2 separate regions of the Mus musculus genome follow, and region 1 is linked to region 2. Evidence: chromatin contacts called from public Hi-C data. All regions are on one chromosome and are shown on one strand. The core of a region is the stretch at or near the end of the contact, and the rest is flanking DNA. Distances in the headings are between cores, read along the strand shown.

What was found. Hi-C and Micro-C count contacts between places; a contact is called where the count stands out from the background.
Region 1: a contact with region 2 is called in a Hi-C map of bone marrow-derived macrophages, with 45 read pairs. The contact joins two enhancer-like sites. A contact is called at or near these places in 5 of 15 datasets of contacts at CTCF or cohesin (CD8 T cells, the NIH/3T3 cell line, embryonic stem cells and 1 more), 30 of 484 Hi-C or Micro-C datasets (the AML12 cell line, the AtT-20 cell line, CD4 T cells and 20 more), 11 of 115 datasets of contacts at active chromatin or transcription factors (the 230-238 cell line, CD4 single positive thymocytes, CD8 T cells and 7 more) and 4 of 9 other capture datasets (adipose tissue, embryonic stem cells, liver and 1 more).

Annotation. Positions count from the first base shown.
Region 1 is chr7:81,287,914-81,293,953 of GRCm38.p6, forward strand. Pde8a (phosphodiesterase 8A) reads left to right here. Exons shown (of 22, transcript NM_008803.3): 4 at 4,324-4,380; 5 at 5,219-5,273. Among named protein-coding and RNA genes, the nearest start is that of Rps17, 54 kb to the right of the region's middle. Within about 2 kb of position 2,823, at least 5 of the 459 cell types and tissues checked have an H3K27ac peak or open chromatin away from gene starts, as enhancers often do. A contact at or near this core is called in bone marrow-derived macrophages, where this site is marked.
Region 2 is chr7:81,175,281-81,181,156 of GRCm38.p6, forward strand. No RefSeq gene overlaps it. Among named protein-coding and RNA genes, the nearest start is that of Gm44968, 28 kb to the right of the region's middle. Within about 2 kb of position 1,266, at least 19 of the 459 cell types and tissues checked have an H3K27ac peak or open chromatin away from gene starts, as enhancers often do. A contact at or near this core is called in bone marrow-derived macrophages, where this site is marked.

The DNA.
Region 1 (6,040 bases), core at 1,573-4,072, 110 kb after region 2:
TATGGCTGGGGGTCTCCACAACATAAGGAACTGTATTAAAGGGTCACAGCAATAGGAAGGTTGAGAACCACTCTTGTAGCAGAATTAAAATTCACATGGATACAGAAGCAAAAGCAAACTCAGGAGAAGGAATGGCTCCGTGGTACAGATGTTACCGTGCAAGCATGAAAACCAGAGTCCAGACCGCCAGCACCTATGTAATGGTGGGTATGCATGACCCACCTGTAAGTTCAGCCTTAGAGGGCAGAGATGGCTCCCTGGAACAAGCTGCTTATCTGGATAAGCTGAAGCCTGAGCTTCAGCCTCAACCGAGAGACCCTGCCTCAGTGAACAAGGTGGAGGGTGACTGAGATGATGCCGAGCATTGGTCTGGGACCACACACCGCACACCCCACAAACAGAATTATGTTCCTCCTGTCAAAAAAAAAAAAATAATAAGGACAGTGTCAAGACACATTCGTTCATACGATTTCTTGATTCACCTTGATCTAAAGAGCAAGATCGCTGTGAACCTCCATGGTAACCCCTTCCTCGGTGTTGGTGCTGAGACCATTATCAGGATCATTTGGAGTTCTCTCGTGTGACCAGAGACTGGTAGTTTCCCCAGTACATGCTTATGGTTCTTTAGCTAATAATCAATTCTCAGCAATTTCACAGGGCATGAAGCCACCTAAAGAGTATGTTGCCTTCTTTAGCTTTCCTTGTAACTATCCATTGGAACGGTTATGTGCTTTCTAGAAAGTATCCTTGACGGGAGGGGTCATGCTGTTTTTCCTAATGTCTAGCATGTGGAAATGATGGCTAACATTCAGATAATTTTAAACCACAAAGACCAAATATTATTTAGATAATAATAGGGAAATACAGAGTGAAAAAAATCCAGATTCCTGGTTCTGCAGAGTGTCACAGCAGCTCCGAGTTCTCACTGCATATTCTCTATTCTCTCTCTCTCTCCCTCTCTCTCTCTCTCTCTCTCCCTCTCTCTCTCTCTCTCTCTCTCCCTCTCTCTCTCTCTCCCTCCTTCCCTCCCTTGGTCTGTCAATCTATCTACTTTGAGGCAGGATCGCTGTACTGGAACTTGCTTTGTAGACCAGGCTGGCCTTTAACTCACAAAGATCCACCTGCCTCTGCCTCCCAATGCTGGAATTAAAGATGTGTACCACCATGCCTGACAGCAAAAAAACCTTATCTCTAGCTATATATCCATCCATCCATCCATCCATCCATCCATCCATCCATCCATCCTTCAGATCCACATCACTGTTGTTTGGGGTTTTCTATCATGTGTAATCAAGGGTAGTTCTGAGAATGCCCCAGGTTTCTTGGTCTTTAGAGTCTCCTGACTTTGAAATCTGTCTTCCTAGTGTCCATTTTGATTATTTCAAATCATTTCTTTCCTAGTTTCATGATTTTTAAGGCAAGAATATTAGTTTTAATGGCCATTGTCTCTCATGCCATTTTCTGTGCCTGCCATTCCTATTTCTAGCCAGTTGTTCATTTTCACTAGAGGAAGTCAAGTGTTTGCTTCTGTCTTCACATACAGTTTAGCACTGCGTTGACGGGCTTGTGGGCTGGGTGGACATGCTCCCTCTCCTGTTTCTTCCTTGACACAGAGCCCCATGTCTGTTTCCTGCAGTGATAGGCAGGTTGTCCACAGCTCCTCCTCATATATTACTTGGATGGTTGCCCACTTGCCACTATATTACCATAACTGTTTCCCCCACTAAAATGCTGAGAGTGTATTTGACATGGCTGGCTGGAAACTTAAGTCTCCCTTTCCCTCTCCATCGCTGTTATGATGAAGGGCATGACGGGAACCTCTAAGAACAGATGGAGTGTCCCTAAGAGTCACATGGGCTTTGTTACCAGGAGTGCACCAGCTTTGTACAAATAAGGGTCTGCTGCACCAATGATCCTTCTGGAGCTGAGAGACCCTCCTCTAGCCTTTCTCTCCAGAAACTGAGTCTGGTCTTCTCCTAGCAGGAAGACCAGGGCTGGACACCTAGCCAGCCCTACAGTCCCCTGTGTGGAAAGTCTTTTCCAGTAGAACTCTACAGTGTCCTTTAGGTGGGCTCCTGTGGGGAAGAAGGACAGATGAGAGCTAGTAGAGTCGAGTGGACATTAGGAAACACAAGAATGTTGAAAAAGGATGGGAAGAGCTATGTGCTCATGAGAGATTAGCTGGGCCCTGGAGCTGCTTTTCGTTTTTGCACAGCTCTCACTGAGAACTAGTGACCCACAGCCTCAGACCCACAGGAAACTGCAGTCTGCATGCCCCAAGGTAAGAGCGAGCAAAGGATAGAGGCTCTGCCTATTCTGTGATCACATTCCTGCTGCAAGGGTAAGGAATTGTTTTAGTTTCATTTCTGTTGCTGTGATAAAATATCCTGACAATAGTAATTTAGTGGAGAAAGGGTTATTTTAGCTCATTCCGTTTTATGGTCTATCACTGTGGTGAAATCAAGGTGACAGGAATTTGAAACAGCTAGATACATTACACCCACAGTTAGAAGCAGAGAAAAATGGATGCACACTTGCCTACCCACTTGCTTGCTTTGTGCTCAGCACTTAAGGCAATCCCCTACAGACAAGTCTGTAGGCCAACAGAGTGCTGACCATGTCTTACTGATACACTCTCTTTCCGGGGCATTGTGGGTTGTGGTGAGTTGACAATTAAAGCTGATAATCACTAGTCGTCAACTGGGACAAAACACACACGGATACATAAAGCCTGCAAATCTTAAAATGGTCTCCGTCTGGCTCTTTACAGGAAGTTTGTGAGGATCAGTGCACACACTGTGTATGATGATTCCCTTGCTGACATCTAGAGTAGTTGTGTTATGTGCCATCTCTGGAGAAATTGGGAAGTAGCCACTCTGTGATTCAGACGTGGCTCAGCCTTTTTTTATTTTTTAAGAGCTGAAGTCATGGAGTCAGCCTTGGCTAGTTTCTATCCCATCCTGAACACATTGTCTTCCAGGAGGCCGGTGTGATTGTCTCTTAGTTAGGACAGTCTGAATATGGCGCTCTTTACCACTCCCATCCAAGATCCTTCTTCTCCAGTGGGTGGAAGGAGATAACTTAGATAAATCCACCTTTTTCTCAGTGGAAGTTGAGTTCAAAGCTGTGGTATGCCTCCAGCAGAGTGTTCCTTTCCTTTTGCTACTCCTCTGCATTTCCTATATGCCTTCCCTCTGATCTCTTCGCTAGGTTGTCATCACTCGTGGTCTATGTAATTGCTTCCCCTTAAAGGGTTGAGGGGAGAGCCTCATACTCCTTGGGTGATGTCAGTGGAGCAGTGTCTCATACTCTTCCCCACCAAACCTCCGTCTTAACCCTCAGTCACAGGTGATGGCTCTTTTCATTGCGACTGACAACAGTATCTTGTATTTCCTGGTCTTAGTCTTGTGGTGGTGTGATTTTTGCCTCCAGATTACCTTAGAATTCTTCATTCTTGTTAGGGGACCCACATGGAGACTTCTGCTACATATGTGCGGGGAGCCTAGGTCCAGCCCATGCATGCTCTGTGGTTGGCAGTTCAGTCACTGTGAGTTCCCATGGGCCCAGGTTAGTTGACTCTGCAGGTCTTCTTATGGTGTCCTTGACCATTCTGGCTCCCTCAGTCCTTCCTCCCACGCTTCCACAAGACTTCTCTGGAGTGGGGCCTTACTCTGACTCTGTTGCCTGCCTTTGGATCCCTTTTCCCTAGCTGGGCTGCCTTGTCTGGCCTCAGTGGGAGGGGATGCACCTAGCTTGATGTGCCAGGATGGGTTGGTACCCATGGGGGGAGGCTTCCCTTCTCAGAGGAGAGTGGGAAGGGAATGGGAGGATGCATTGGAAGGAGAGGAAGAAGTGGGGGGCGGAGGGGAGTGCTGCAATCGGAATGTAAAGCAAATGAGTAAATAAATTAAGGAAAAGAAAAAAAAGAATTCTCCGTTCTTTGACAAGCTGATCCCTGTTTGCTGTGACCTGCAGTCTGCACAGGCAGGAGAAGCTTGCACTTCCTTCCAGGGGAGGAGACAAGTGATTGTGGCCCCTTTCTAGTAAGTACAGTGTAGGAGAGAGTGTCCCCCGGGCTAATGCATAAAGAGTCTCCTTAGCTGTTTCATTTGTGCATGATAATTGTCATGGGTATTACGGTCCACTGATGAGGGGTTTATCCCCAGGAAAGATCAAATAACTGAGACCATGAATCCACAGTGTGAAGGGAGCCCTTCCTCTTCTTGTTTTCCTCCCCAACTGTAATTCTACAGCTAAAACTATGAAAGTATATTTATTTTTAAGAATTGTTTTTATACTTGTTTAAAATTTTGTTTTTTAAAGGTCTATCAGATCATCAAAATTCTCAGAAAACACAGTTATTGTTGGCGTAGTACGCAGGTAAACATTTTTTTAATGTTGAAATTTATATATCAATGCAATGTTATCAACAGATGGCAAAATAAGGGCTTGCCTGTGACAGGAGAGCCCCTTTGAAGTCTGGCTTTCATTACTCTGTGGCATTTTATTTTTTCTTCTTTGCTTGACCTCAGGGAGGAAGTTTGCTTTCAGGTTTAGTTTTCTAAACTTTGAACCTCCATTTGCAGGCAAACTATTAAGAAAATTCCATTCTCTTAAGGGTGAAGGTTGCGAAGAGGGGTCTTTGTAGGGCCTTTAATTCAGGTATCTATAAGGATTCAGGTGCCACATAAGTGCAGGGAATCTTCTCACATTAGAGCAAGGAGAAGAGACTATACAAGGAAGAGAGCAACCCTTAACTATGCACGATTTCCAGTCAGTATAGACAGACATGCTTCTGTGCTCTGTAATCTTCTCAGTATGGAAGAGAGGAGAATTTAATAGTTTCAGTATATAGAGATTTATATATTAAGTATATACCTGGACACTATTCAGTTGTTAACATAATCTTTGTATTTAAAGTATTAAAATACTTAGATGGAACGCCAGGCACCTGTCGTCTAGTACTTGGAGGCCCAGGAAAGAGGATCGACAGCTTGAGCCTAGGAGTCGAGGCCAGCCTGAGCAACAGCACACCCTATCCCCACTAAACACGCTATGAAAAGATCCTGCCAAAAGGCTAAACACTAAATTGAGACAAGGAATTCATTTTTAATTTCATATGCATATATCTAATTCATTTGAAAGTATATGTTATGTGACTGTTGAAGATTATGTAAATTAGTGAACACTGTCTAACCCTTACCATTTTCCTTTGAAGGGTGGACAAAGAAGAATCATCTTTAATGCCCTTCCTTGCTGCTGGCTTCACACGGGTACGTACCTACTTCTTAGATGGACAAGTGTAATTCAGAGAAATTTTTACCTCAATTCAGTGTCCAGCAAAAAATTTTAAATTATTTTGAAGAAAAATTGTTCCTGTACTGTGTCACAGTTTGTTTTGACTTTGAAAACTGATAGTCTAATCTGTAACACTTCATTTCCTGAGTCTCAAAACTAGGCCTGCCAGAGTAATAAAACGACCTGCACCGACAGACTCCTTTACAAAGTATATTAGAATGCTTTTACGTGAGCTGGAGATTTATGAAGTCAATTCAGTTCAATGATTCTGGAAGAGAGGCAGCCCAAGCCCTGGCTCCTCGCCCTTTACATCCACCTTAGTCTGTTGTTTCTCTTAAAACAGAAGGCTGCTCAGGATTTTAGCCAGCTGGTTGTAGATGAGCTATAGGATTTGGGGACAGAGTGAGTGGAAGAAAACTTGCTTAGGATGTAGAAGGCCTTGGGTTTGATCCCTAGCTCCGAAACACAAACAAAATCAAAGGGCGTAGAGAGAACAGATGGTTGCGGGGTACGTACCCGGAATCCCAGCTTACTGAGGGTAAAGATGGTTTGGTAGATATATAACATTTCTACCCAGTGAAAAATCTGTTACATGGTAGGCTATTTATTGCAGGGGACAAACAGACACGATTTCTGTCTCTGCCCCATATTGATCCGGCTAGGATTGGTGGTAGACAGACGTGTAAGGGCTCTATCTCCTCCTCCTCAGAGTGATCCCAAGGTCTCGCTGGCAGAGCAGTTA
Region 2 (5,876 bases), core at 16-2,515:
TGGCCATTTCCCCTGCAGCTCTCCATTCAAACTCCAAACCCCTCTCCCACTGCCCTTGAGCAGGACCCTTTGCTGACTGTACACACAGCTGTCTTTCCAAGATCAAGCTCCCCACCTCTTCCTCTCTTACCTGTTGGGTCCTTGTCCTGATGCTCTGGGCTCCATGCGAACTCATTACACAGCCAGGGATGTTCCTGGTAAAATGGCAGCTTCTTGGGCATAGACATTACAGTGCTTTTGTTTTCTTCCAAAGTACCTAGCATGGTGCTGGACTTAGGTCTATGGGAATGAATCACAACTTCTCTGAGAGTTGGTTCTTCTCTGTGGAGATGGTACTGCTGATCGGGGGTTGCACACAGGGTTCCGGGACTCCTTAGTCACAGAGCAGTGGACTTTAACATCTCTTACTCCCACAGAAGCTGGGTGCCCCTTGAGGATGAGGCCACCAGGACATATTTCTTAGAGGATTCATGGTTGCTGATACTCAATTGCCTATAAAACCTACTTGTGGGAGGTGGAATTCAAGAATATCCAGGAATTGAGGCATATAACAAGCTAAAGGCCAGCCTGGGCTACACAAGTTCCTCTCTCAAACAAACAAACAAACAAACAAACAAACAAACAAACTGAACAACAACAACAGAAAAGGAAGGAGAAAAACAGAACAGCTTTTAAACTAGGTTGGCACAGGTGCCTTCACTTGTCCAACAGTCATGTCAGGCATTGCTAATCAATCCCAGCATTCCTCTCACCGTAACCACAAGGCTTACTGCTATAAGAGCCTGCTACCAAGCAGTTCAAGGCTCCTTTTCAGGAGAAAACTTTTTTCACCTCAGTTAGAAGAAAATAAGCTAAACCTTGTCACCAAGGGTGTGGGATTTTGGCAGACTCTAGAAATTAAGGGCAGTATAAAGCAGAGAGGGTTTCCTGCAAAAAATAGGGGTCTTTGTAGGTGAGCTGTCTGCGCCACACTGATGAATTGTGTGTTCTATAGATTTAGATGCTGACACTGTGGCCTCTGAGGTGACATTAGGAAATGGGGCCTTGGGAGGTCATCAGGATGGAGCCCTTATAAAAGAGACTGCAGAGTTCTCCTGCTGTGAGGTTAGGGTCAGAGGTCAGAAGGGTCAGAGAGCCAGAACGGGGTCTTCAGGAGAGTTCAGCCATGTGGCACCTTGATATTGAACTTCTGGCCCCAAACCCGTGAGGAATAAATTCTTGTCATTTATAAGCCACTCTGTTTATAGTATTTTGTAACCGAGACTGATGTAAGAGAGCCCCACCCTCATGACCTCATCTGAACCTAATGGCCATCCACAAGCCCCACCTCCAAATACTTCACACTGGGAACCAAGGCTTCCTCACAGGGACTAAGGAGATAGAACCTAGTCCACAGTACCTACTATGCACCTACTATGCTCTGAGAGCAGCTTGATGGGACAGCAGTGACCCAGACCCTGTAGGAAGGCGAAGGATTGGATTCTTCCTTAGAGCAGGAGTGGGAGGAGCTAACCCTTTGCCTCCACTTCCCTCCCAAGTGCCGGGGTTACAGCTGTGTGCCACGTGTGCCTCTATGAACCAGTGCCATGGCCTATTTATTTATTTATTTATTTTACTTAATTTTATGTGTATGGTATCTAAATGCACACCTGCTATACTTGGCCCTCTAGAAGAGCAGCCAGTGCTCTTAGCCACTGAGCTATCTCTCCAGCTCCTGGCATGCTTTTTGAGACTGTTTCTATATTACAAATTAAAATTAATGCCATTTATATCAAGGGCTATCTCCTTTAAACGTACAATGTGCTGCAATATTTGGATTGTCTACAAGATAACAGTATTTATTAATATGTTTTACTAAAACCCAATTTAATAATTCAAAAAAACATTTTTTATTTATATCAAATATGGGACTGTGGTTGCATATTTTCCATGAGTATGTAGGCTCTGTGTTCTTCTGTAGTTGATATAGTAATAATCAATATATTTATTATTTTAAATTGTGGCGGTCTGATAATTAACTCCTCTTTGCCCCATGACCATATGAATGGCTTACTTTGGAGATCTTAGCAAAAAGTTGACACTGGCAGCCCAGTCCCCTTTTGCTATCTCCTGTGTGCACCAGAAATGCCGTGGGCACCTTCAGCTTAGCATGAGCAAGAGCCCTCCCAGACAGACCTGTCAGTGGCCCTATATTGAGCAGACTGAAGCAGGCTGGAGTGGTCAGAGAGGGGCTGTCCTGCTTTGTACACTGGGCAGGGCCTGCACGTGGGAGATAGGACAAGCACACCCTGGGGAGAAAAAGCACAGGCAAGAACTCAGTGTGGTAAAGCTGGGACAGAGGCCCGTTGCTGCCTCTCTGTCACATCTAGAGAACAAAGGGGCGTGTTGGTGAGGTGACAGTGGGGAACACCCACGTCTGTATGAGGCACACCTGGCCGGGTGAACATGGCTTCCTGCGATGCTTCTTCTCCACCCTTGGTATTGGACTAAGTTCCTAGGCAGACAACAGAACAGATGACTCTAAGCTATTAACAAAGGCACGCGAGGTCGCGTGTCAGGGATTGGTTCCTGGATCCTGTGCTGATGCCCACATTACAGATGCTCAAACCCTTTGTATAAAATGTTGCTGACTGGCTGTGTGGGAGCATGCCTGGAATCCCAGTGCCCAGCAAGCTTGAGGCCAGCCTGGGTGGCATGAGACACCACCTCAAAAAACAATACACTAAACTAAATAAAATAAAATGCTGTGCATTTGCATATAGCCTACATATATCCTGCTCTAGGTCAGTTATAATATGTAACACAATATAGGTGTGTGTAAACGGGTGTGATACTGCGTCATTTAGGGACTCATGACAAGAGAAAGAGGTGTGTGCTCAGTACACATGCAATTACCCGCCACCCCCCCCCCCCCATTCCTTGTAGTTTTGCCTTTTAGAATATTTTCAATCTACAGTTGTTTGAATCCACGGGGATAGAAAACACAGATGCAGAGGGTGAACTGTACATGACTAGGTTATTTTTCTTTTTATCCTGGGTGTGTGTGTTCACACACGTGCACATACGCATGCCTGCATCTGCGTGTATGTGCATGCCAGAGCTTTGGCAGAGTCCGAGGACAACCTCAGGTGTCCTTGCTTGCTACCTTATTTGAGGTGATGTCTCTCTGTTGTGTTTTAATGTAGGATACAGGGTGGGCTGGGCTGGGGTTTGAAGGATCCTCCTGTCTCTGCTTCCAGTATTCCATTAGCAGTGCTGTGGTTATAGATGTGTGAGCTATTGGCTCGCCCTTTCTATAGCTCTGGGGTTTGAATTCAGGGCCTCAGATTTGTACCACAAGCAGTTCAATCACTGAGCCATCTCCCCAGCCCAGGCCACAATTATGTTAAAAAGCCTCAATTCTTAACTGTTGGAGTTAATAAACCTACTTTTTAAATTGTCATGAAATTGTCTGCATTGTTACGCCCAATTTCTGTACCTACATTATTACAGATATGAAACTACTAATCCATAGCCTACCGTATTTCCATTTTAAAACTATGTATTTCTGTGGGAGTCTGCACGCACTACAGCATGCATATAGAGGTCTGAGGATGACCTGTGGAGTGGGTTTTCTTCTTTGTCTTCTTCTTCTTCTACAGTGTGGGTTCCAGAGAACAAACTCAGGTTGTCAGGCTTGGTGGCAATCACCCTCACCCATGGAGCCAGCCCCTCAGCTCCATGACTTACATTTTGCACAGCTTTGCCCTCAAAGTATTTTTAGCTAGTTAGAACTATTCAGAGATTTTTATATGCTCAGGGCTGGGCCTGTGTTTGAAATTCTCTCCAGAGAGCTGGGACAAGGCAGACTGTGTGTGTGTGTGCGCGATTTTTAACTTTTGGACACGGGGTTTCATATATACCGTGCTGGCCTCAAGCTTCCTATGTAGCCAAAGATGAAGTTGAATTTCTGATCCTCCTGCCTCCACCTCCTGAGCGATGAGATCATAAGTGTGTACCACCAGACCCAGTTTCTGTGGTTCTGAAGATCAGAGGCTCTGTGACTGCAGGGCAGGCACTCCTGCTAACTGAGTGGAAGCCGCTTTCTTGTGCGAGAATGTTTTGAGGACAATAGAAGTCTGAATAATCGATACAAATACGCCTTGTGGGGACAGTAGCGTGACTCCCGTCCCTAGTGTGGGCGACTGTTAGAAGTGGTTCCAAGGAACATGGCATGGAGGCAGAGGAGGTAAGAAGGGAAGTTTGCAGGAGAGAGGCCTCCTGGGTATGGTTAACACCAGTGAGGGGGTGGGGAGGTGCCTCTCCGGAGGCAGCGCCCTGCCCCTCTGTGGTCTCCCTCCCTCAACCTACAACCTCAGTCTAAACAGGAGGAAAACATTGAACAAACTCAAACCATGACATAATCTACAAAATATCTAACCACGATGCCACAGAACTGTCAGAGCCTTCGCCCACAAGGAAAACCTGCCCAGTGGAACCTAGGGAGACATCATGACTAAGTGTGATATTGTAGTGGTTGGTGTGTTGTCGCCCCTCCCCCCAGAGCTGGAGCACAGATCCCCAGCATGTGTGAGTGCAGCCTTATTTGGAAATAGATTGCTAGAGTTGGATTTAGAGTATTTTCCTGAAGGTAAAATATTGGGGGGGGGGGGGGAGGCTGTTGGTCCTCAGCCTGTGAGATGGCGGAGATGGGGCCTAGTGGGAAGTAAGAGGTGAGTTCACTGGGGAGCTACTTCAGTGGAGAAGAATCAGGACCCCACTTCCTTCCTATTTCTCTTTCTGTGCTTTCTGATCACCTAGATGTGACCCTAAACAACAGAGCCAAATGACCACAGACCAAAACTTCTGAAACCATGATCCACATAAGCCTTCTTCCTAGCAAGTGGGTTCCCAGACATTTTTGCCATAGTGACAGGCATGACTAACACACAGGTCCTGAAGATGTAAGTTAAGGATCTAGGATGAAATCGTCCTGGATTTAGGAGTGACAGGTATGAAGTGGAAGGGACAGGGAGATCTGAGACTCTCAGATGCATAAATGCACACAGAAGAAAGCCACGTGACTACGGAGGGAGATTAGAGCCCTGATCCCACAAGCGGGGGGGGGGGGGGGGGGGGGGAAGGGATGAGGGGCAAAGAAGGAGCCTCTGAGCTGGACATGGTGACTCATGCCTTTAATCCCAGCACTCGGGAGGCAGAGGCAGGAGGATTTCTGAGTTTGGAGCCAGCCTGGTCTACAAAGTGAGTTCCAGGACAGCCAGGGCTATACAAAGAAACCCTGTCTCGAAACAAACAAACAAACCAAAAAAGGAGCCTCTGGTCTCTGTGGAACTTAGCCGATTGACAGCCTCAGCCCCCAGAACCCTGAGGATACACCTCTGTTGTTGTAACAATGTTATGGCACTGGACTAAGGCAGCCCTAGGAGACTGATACAGGCGTCCTGCCCGAGATCCTGGACAAACACACCAGTGTGTGTGGGTCTCTCCAGCCACCATGACCAGCAGAGTAATGATCAGCCAGAGGCGAGAAGGCAGTTCAGTTTAATACAACTAAGTAGCCGGCGTTGGTTCAAACTTGGTCTGACCTGGAGCTGTTTATTTCATGCATATTTAAGCACGGCACAGTTTGGTGAAAGAGTGAGTGTGTTAATTAACCCATGCCCATGTCACAACAAAACTTAAGGTGTGACTATCTCAAAACTCTTTTTGAAGCACACGTGACTCCTTCCATAATGATGGGTTCTATAGATTGACTACATGTGACTCCTTCCATAGAGATGGGTTCCATAGATTGACACACTCAGGATAAGAGTCTGGGAGAGCATCTGATATAGTCTCAGCCATACAGATAGTACAAAGGTCACCAGGCTATTAAC